3 separate regions of the Hordeum vulgare genome follow, and all the other regions are linked to region 3. Evidence: chromatin contacts called from public Hi-C data. All regions are on one chromosome and are shown on one strand. Each heading gives the region's core, a stretch centred on a gene start, on an enhancer-like site or on the middle of the called end of the contact. The rest is flanking DNA. Distances are from core to core; before and after follow the strand shown. Region 1 holds the start of LOC123403303 (brassinosteroid-responsive RING protein 1-like). Region 2 holds the start of LOC123402347 (protein REVEILLE 6-like). Region 3 holds the start of LOC123404257 (serine/threonine receptor-like kinase NFP).

The links. A called contact is a pair of places that touch in the nucleus more often than the background predicts.
Region 1: a contact with region 3 is called in a Hi-C map of seedling, with 2.8 times the contacts expected there. The contact joins the promoter of LOC123403303 here to the promoter of LOC123404257 in region 3. A contact is called at or near these places in 2 of 6 Hi-C or Micro-C datasets (leaf and seedling).
Region 2: a contact with region 3 is called in a Hi-C map of seedling, with 5 times the contacts expected there. The contact joins the promoter of LOC123402347 here to the promoter of LOC123404257 in region 3. A contact is called at or near these places in 2 of 6 Hi-C or Micro-C datasets (leaf and seedling).

Annotation. Positions count from the first base shown.
Region 1 is chr6H:444,413,454-444,416,153 of MorexV3_pseudomolecules_assembly, reverse strand. LOC123403303 (brassinosteroid-responsive RING protein 1-like) reads left to right here and starts at 1,281. Exons shown (of 1, transcript XM_045097253.1): 1 at 1,281-2,307. The coding sequence starts at 1,483. The coding sequence ends at 1,926.
Region 2 is chr6H:442,754,746-442,757,445 of MorexV3_pseudomolecules_assembly, reverse strand. It overlaps LOC123402347 (protein REVEILLE 6-like), which reads left to right and starts at 1,409. Exons shown (of 10, transcript XM_045096260.1): 1 at 1,409-1,724; 2 at 2,420-2,477. The coding sequence starts at 1,570.
Region 3 is chr6H:443,634,848-443,637,547 of MorexV3_pseudomolecules_assembly, reverse strand. LOC123404257 (serine/threonine receptor-like kinase NFP) reads right to left here and starts at 1,391. Exons shown (of 2, transcript XM_045098176.1): 1 at 1-1,391. The coding sequence starts at 941.

The DNA.
Region 1 (2,700 bases), core at 32-2,531, 780 kb before region 3:
ACGTGGATTTGAAAAAATTATGCAAATTTTAAAAATATGATCTGTAAAAAAAAACGCAAATTTGGATAGAGTATATGAATTTCAAGAACATCACGAAGTTGAAAAAGTTACATGAATTTGAGTCGGCACCCATCCAAACCAGGGCGAGTCGGCACCAAAACCGGTCAAAACCAAGACCTGGGACGAACCTTGTTCGGTTTCAGTAGTTAAGGATGCAAGTTGTCCGGTTTCAAAGTTGGGGGACGAAATCTAGACCCCGCCAAAAATTAAGGGACGGAAAATATTCTTTTTACAAATATATGTGATGTTTTGTGGGAGGATGGGATAAAGACAAAAAAGGAACATTCCTTATGTCCTTGTTGCAATCTCTGTCACTCCATTGATTATCCACAGTCTCTTGAGATGTGGACATATATAATCCCCTGTGTCCCGAGTCTTTTTCTGAAGTACTGAAATGACGGTCACTATACCGAGACCACAACCGCAAAGGTTCATGGATCATCGTCCTTTGGTATACGGTAGAACTTGGTCAGTATGTGTTTCTCTTCCACCCGTAAAGAAAAAAAGACCACCAGGACTGACCAAGTGATCCCGAGTTCTGATGCAAATTACCCCTCCTACGCGCCCTGCTTTGTGCACAAGGGTTTGTCCCGTGTGCCCAATTAAGGTATTTTATCAACGTTTCATGCAATTCGCCAAAGAGTCATGAAATTTGTGCCATGCCACACTTTCAGCATACTTCGTTTCTTTTAATTTATGGTTGCACTTGCACGCATTATTCATATGCAAAGGCTAGGGACTATTCTTCTTTTCTGAAAAAAGCTCTTTTTGTCTTAAAATATAAGACAACGTTTTTTAACACGACAAGGGGCGTCAATCAGCCCGCGGTTTTGTTGAGGTTTTCCCAGACCAACATATAGTATAGGTGAAGCCCGCGTCAACACCCCTATGAAACGCGGCCTAAATCGCGTTGTCGCATGCGTGCCAAGTCCATGCAAATGTACCACAGTACTGTACAACCAAGGATGGACCATACGCCCCTGCCACCACGCGGCCGTTGGACCATACGGGTTATTACCACCGCGTCGCTCGTCCCTGGCGCTTTAACGACCTGGGCTGGGCAGCTTCCGCGCACGGGCCGAGCACGCACGCACGCACGCCTGCCATTTCCCATGCCGAGAGACGTACGGCGAAGTCATCCACCCTCCGTCCACCCCTCCCCAACTCTTCCCGGTCCGCGTTATCCTCCACCAAAACCACGTGAAACTGACCGACTCCGCCTTCTTCGCTCGCTCTGCCGCTCTATATAACCTGCGAGCGCGCGCGCTTTCCTCCCGACTCACTCGGCTCGATCAAGCATACACACACACATATATATATACACACGTCCTCTCCTCCTCCTCGCCCGCTACAAACGACGACAGGCCCGGCCGGCGGTCGCAAGCGCGCGCAACGTTCGAACTCCGCGCGTGATCGGAGATCATGGGGTTCCCCCTGGTGTGCTACTGCGTGTTCATCCCGAAGCCGGTCATCGCCTTCTGCAAGCTCGTCGGCGCCGTCAGGGACGCCCTCATGCTGCTGCTCTCCCTCGTCGGCCTCTGCCGCTCCCCGCGCCGCTCCGTGGACGACGCCCCGCTGCCCGAGGAGGTCAAGGCGCGGCTCCCGGCCGTCGAGTTCTCTTGGCTGGCGCGTCCGGAGCAGCAGCAGCAGGGGTGCCACGACGGCGCGGCGGCGTGCATCGTGTGCCTGGAGAGGCTGGAGGCGGCGGACGAGGTGCGGCGGCTGGGCAACTGCGCGCACGCCTTCCACCGCGGCTGCATCGACGGGTGGATCGACCTCGGCCGGACCACGTGCCCGCTCTGCCGCTCCCACCTACTGCCGCGCGCGCGGAGGGCCAGCCCCAGCCTCCTCACGCGCGTTTGGTGAGCACCAACCGCGCGCCCGATCGTTAGCTCGGACGCCCCCACGTCTTTCCTTTTCCCAGCGCGGTGGCGGCCGGCAGCTGGGTCCGGGGAGGTGGCGCCGCAATGCTGCACGGAGATTCGCGATCTGGACCGGCTACATGTATATTTATTCTGGGGTCTATACATTATCTCAAAATTGAGATTATTTAGCTTTAGGGTTTGTATATATAGAGCACACCAATAGGTGCATACGCATAGGTTTCTATTCTCCTGGAGAACGATTAATTAGTCAAATATATATATATATATATCTTGTCGTGATTGGTTACTGTATCTCCAAGTGTCAACAGCTAGAAAACTCATGTAGTACTACCTGTTATTTTCTTGACATTGTTTGTTTTTAGGTTGCTTACCACATGGAGCATGTGGTATGTACCTCTTATTTATGACGTATACAATCCCAGTCGCGGGACTACGACGTACAGCTGTGTAACTCGTACTACTTGATGCTTCATAGGAAAATAAAATAAAATTGACGATTGTTAGCTGACTGAGTTTTGTTTTTGAGGGTTTCGTCTACTTCAATTTGCATTAGCCAATAAATGAGCGCGGGAGATTCTGGACACGAACATGTGCACATTCCGCAGCTTAATTAAGTCTACACAGTTCGGAAAAGACAGATAACCACGGCTCCACGGTATTTAGACCGAACATAGAACTATCAACGAATTATTCATTTCCACTGTTTCTATGCTCCAATGATACACACGACATAATTGGAACAGGACTGGGTGTG
Region 2 (2,700 bases), core at 160-2,659, 880 kb after region 3:
AGACAGAGAGGAATGTGCTTGGGTTGACAACGCGGAGAGGGCGGAAGAGGTTGTGGCTAGGGTTCGGGACGTCACCCGACTTAAATAGTCGGATTTTGGCCTTAGGCGGCAAGCCAGAGTGGCGCCACGCGACATTCACACCCCCACCGGAGGAGATGCCCGCCAGACTTTTGGGTTTCTGGACGATTTCGTGTGGTATCCGACAGCCAGTCCGACGTAATGGACGCGTCGGGCCTTCCCATATACGGCTCATATTTGAGCTGGATATGAGAGGTGGACGCGTCGGACCTTCCTATATCCGTTCCATATTTAAGCTGAATATGAGAGGTATCGGTTAGCCCGGTCGTTTGAGGCCCGCTTTGAGACAATCGTGTGGGTTGGTCTTTTCCGACCGGTTAGCGACTGGACCATCCGTATGGGCGTTTGAGACGGGTTCAGATTTTTTTTCATTTTCGATTTTAAAAGATATACTATGTAAAACACAATCTACTAATGTTAAATCTTTTATCCTCATATTGAAACAAAGAGTGAGAGGGATCTAGAATTCCAATCCTCGCTATTTGGAACCCATGCTCTAAACGAGGCTATCCAACGGGAAATTGAAATAAAATAAAGTTAAGCTGACATTTCTTCTGGTAGTGGCAGCAAGTAAACATTCTCCTACTGCCTCATGAGTTCTCATCGTTATCATGCTCATACTTCGTCGACGCAATGCACTACATCACGCCTTTTTTTTCTTTTTATCATTGGTTACGGCAAGATCAAAAGGAGGGAAAGTTTGCCTTGATTACATTATATTACTGCAGTAAGGATAAGATGGACTACCAAGTGGGGACTGAGGCTGGCCTGGGATTGATCCGTACCATTCATCTCACTCAGCAGCCAATGAACACAAGGCAAATAACACACTGATCCCGCACAATCCTCTCCGTACGATGAAAAGCAAGCGCGTGCTATATCGCCACATCGGCACGATGGTGAAACCCCCGGTATCCCTATCCGCGGACACGCGCACGCACGGTGCACCGAATCCTCAGCATCATCAGACGTATGATCAGAGAGAAAAGCATCCATGGTAGCATAGCCGTCGCGAACGCACCAACCAAACTTTTCACTGGCTCGCCTTTGACGCTCGCTCACTCAACTTCACGAACGAGCTCGGCGTGATGCCGGCGACCAGTAGCAGCAGCGGCTAGCAGGGTGGATCGCGACCCCGCGTGAGGGCGACGGGAGGGGCGCAAGCGCAAGTGGGCTGCCGCCCGCGCAGCGCAGCCACAAGCGCGGTGGCCCACGCGGCGGGGCCCGCGCACGCACACTCTCCCTGCCCCGCAACCCAAAACGCACGGCCAAAACCCCGCACGCCCCCCCAGCGGCGCCACCACCCACACACTCCCACCCAACCCGGCCCGGCGCCACACCGCGACGCGGCCACCACGCACGCAGGCGCAGCCGGGCGGACGGACGGACGCGGCCGCGCTACGGACAAAAGCCTCCCTCTCCTCTCCCCCCGGTCCAGCGAGCGAGAGACCGGCACCCAACGGGACCAGGCACGTCCGTGCGTTCCTCCTCATGGTCTCCACGAACCCGCCGCCGCCGCCGGCGCTGTCCGACGCGGCGGCGGGCGACGACGCCAGCAAGAAGGTGCGGAAGCCCTACACCATCACCAAGTCGCGCGAGAGCTGGACGGAGCAGGAGCACGACAAGTTCCTCGAGGCGCTGCAGCTGTAAGCAAGCGCTGAATTCTACAGTACACCACAGCTTTCTTGATTTCTTCCCTTCCCCCCTGTGATGTTTCTCCAGGCAATTCCATTCGCTCTTGGCTGAAAACTTCGCATGCCTTCCATGTTCCTGCGGTCTTTGGGCCAACGATTGGATATATTTTTTCTAGCCTTTTTTACGCGTTAGTTAGCTCGCGCTGCCTAAATTTTTGTGTCTGGTTTTTGCTGAGCTTGCTTGTTCGTTCAGTTGTGTAAAGTTTGATGACAGACTAACTTACCAATGTTCCGCTTGCAGCTGTGTTGCGTTTTTAAACCCATTTTTTTCTTCAGTTAAGAGCATAATTTTTGAAGCCATAAATATTTACTAGAATTTTGTAAGCATTCCTACAACTCAATTACCCAGAGTCTCATACGTTCACAGCACCATCATTTATACTAGGTCTTTTTCAGGATTTTTAGAAAAGGAGGCTAAGCCCCGGCCTCTGCATCGAGTGATGCATCAGCCATCTTTATTAAGGTCTTTTTCATGATGTATAGGTGAACAAGTACAATAGCGTTCAGGTGTACCGATAATGTGTTTTTTGCGCGATAGTTTGACAGTTACATTAGTTGAATTCACATATATGTGTTGAAGATTTGTTAGTCAATTATAAGATTTCATCTTAATGTGACATTAATGTGGAAAACCTGGATTCTTTCAGCTTTGATCGTGACTGGAAAAAGATAGAAGCTTTTGTTGGTTCGAAGACTGTCATCCAGGTATTTGGATTATAAACTGAAAAATCAAGTGAAATTATGCATCAATTTGCACCACAATTCCAACGTAGTGAAGCACCTTACTAATGGAGATGTCGGCTGCTTTGTAAGAAACCCAAGTCTCCTCGTTTTTCTGTGCAAACATTGCACAAGCACTTGGGATCGGTTTTTTCTGGCAATGGCTTCTCTGGTAAATCCATTTTCATTTTACATATTAACTTGTTTT
Region 3 (2,700 bases), core at 142-2,641:
GTGGCCGACGCGTCGTTGCGGGTCACGATTGGCGGCAGCCACTTTGGCACCTGCCGACGGAGCGGCACTAGTATCTCGGAGAAGAGCTGCGTGCCCTGCTCGGGCCCGTTGAGGGAGACGAGGGACTGGGCGTCGACGGCGAAGGCGGCGGCGATGGAGGCGTAGGTGTCGCCCTGTTGCATGACGTAGGTGACGAGCGCGGTGGCGTTCTGGGCGGCGGTGGGGCACTGGCAGAAGATGGGGAACGTGACCATGTCGCCGACCTCGAGCTTGGTTGGCACCACTGTGGGGTTGACGCGCTCCACGGCCTGGTACTGCGTGAGGTTCTGCAGCTTGGTGACGGAGACGATCCAGAAGGTGTCGCCGGAGCTGATCTGGTACTGCGTGGGCGCGTAGGCGTTGGGCGATCCGGAGGGGCAGCCGCACTGGAGCGGCACGAGCAGCGGCTGCCCCGCGGCCGGCGCGGCCGAGGTGGACAGGTTGTTGGCGTGCGCGAGCATGAAGCGGCTGACGCCGAAGAGGTCGCCCGCCGCCGAGAGGTCGGGCGGCACCCCCGCGAGGCCCGCCCGGTACAGCGCGTAGGCCTGGCACGGGTAGGTGCCGTTGGCGGAGCAGTTGAAACCCTCCACGCTGGCCGGCGCCGGCGTGGCGCTCGCGTTCTGGGACCGCGCCGGGGCGGGGAGCGCGCACAGGCAGAGCAGCGTGGCCAGCAGCCGCCGCCGTCGCGTCAGGGGCGCCATGGCTTGTGCTGCGGACCGGAAGTGGAATGGACGGGGTTGGTGGTGGTGGTGGCTCGCGAGTGGCAGCTCGGAGGTGAAATACGCGGGAGGAGGACGATGGTGTTGAGCTGCTCCGGCGGCCGTTGTCGTGAGCGGCGGACTCGTGGTCAAGTGTGGGTGCGGTTGCGGCCGCCTGCCTCCGCTCGTCGGGTTCCGGGGCATCTTTCTCCAGCCGGTGCTTTGACTCTTGACTCGTGCAGGGCGTGTCGCGTTCTCGTGTGGTTCCTTCCTCCACTCCGGTCGCCGTCACGGTCAGATGTGGTTTGCTTTTCCAAGTTGCGCTCCGACTAGCAGCACGGTTTGCCCGCCGGACCCGGTCGATGCCTGTACGGGGTAAAGAAGAAACGTGTCACGTTGGTGCGAAGTCGATCTAACAAGAGTGAAAGAAGGGGCGGGACGCTGCCCAAGGATCAAAATTGCGACGGTATAAAATACTCTGCCGTGTGTTTGGGTAAAGAAAATCACGACCCTCTCCTGTTTGCCCGCACATCGTGCCATTGGCTTCTCGAACGTAAGAACGAGTCATGCACTGGTTTGGCACCTGGCTCTGTGATTACTATGGACGTGAGCTGTAGAAGTTACTGAATTATTCTAAAATATTGTTTTTTTAACAAATTCTGACTATAACCGAATTCGGATATTTTAAATTTATTTACGACATCATCGACCTCGCTTAGCACTCTTTGTTCTTCCCTTCGTTGAAATGCCTCCTCGTGCTATAGAGGGCTGAAGATATGCACCTGTAGGGTGAAGAGAACTTTTTGTTCACAACCAACCCGCAGATTTTTGTGAGCCTTATATTTTCATATAAATAGTTGGACGAAGTTACATGTCTGGATAAAATGACCTCTTCGTTTATGGCGTGAACGAAGTGTTCTTTTTTCCCCTTAACTGATTGCACCTTCATTTTCCCGTCCTTGTCGAAATGACAGTTTCCGCTTAATTTCTCCACCAACTCTTTCCCGCCAAACACATACCCTCGTCCTACCAAACAACCCCTTCCCCTTTTGCATGTTGTCTTCTATTCCCTTAGTTCTGAATTAAGTGACTTAACTTTGTATTAATTTTAGTATAAAATTAGTGTAAAGTTAAATCATTTATTTTAGGACAGACGAAATACATCTTTTCTTAGCTTTTTCAGCCATGTCTGGCCAAAACTCCTATGGGTTTACTCAAATGATATTTCATTTGTTTTTGTGCAATGCCGCAAGAATGCAGGGGACTATCAAGTGAGATGTGTGTTTTAAAGAATCAGTTAATAATTATTAACACATAGATATCTTCAACTTGGGGGGGGGGATACGACAGCGTGCTACATCATCGACGGGTGGCGAAAGCTAAAAGAAAGTAAGCGAAGAAGGTGATGATTTTATGCCAAGCATACGAGCTCAGAATAGAACCAAGGGTCCAAAGAGTAGTGGTAGCTCTAAGAAAGTGAAGGATGAAGGGTGATGATGGCGACTTCATACCAAAAAAACACGGTTAACAGGCCGGCCGAAAGAGAACCGTATGCGAAGGAGATGGTATGTGCCAATTGCGAAAATGCATATAACTAGCACAATAGACTACTCCTATAAAGGGCACTTTTGGGACGACCCATACACGGGGCGAGACGCTCCATGTTTTTTCTCATAACAAGTTTTTCCCATTTTCTGTATGTTTTATACATATTTAAAACAATTCATGAATTCAAAAAAGTTCCAAATTTTCAAAAATAATTGAGAATTTCGAAAACAAATGTTCAAGAAATCATACAATGTATGCATATCAAGAATTTGAAAAAATACTCAACAAATTGTTCGTGATTTTGAAAAACAAACTTCACATAACAAGAATTGTTCGGAATTTCTTTTCCAGGAAATCAAAATTATGTTCCTGAATTTAAAAAATATTCCTGAATTAGAAAAAGTACATTACAAAA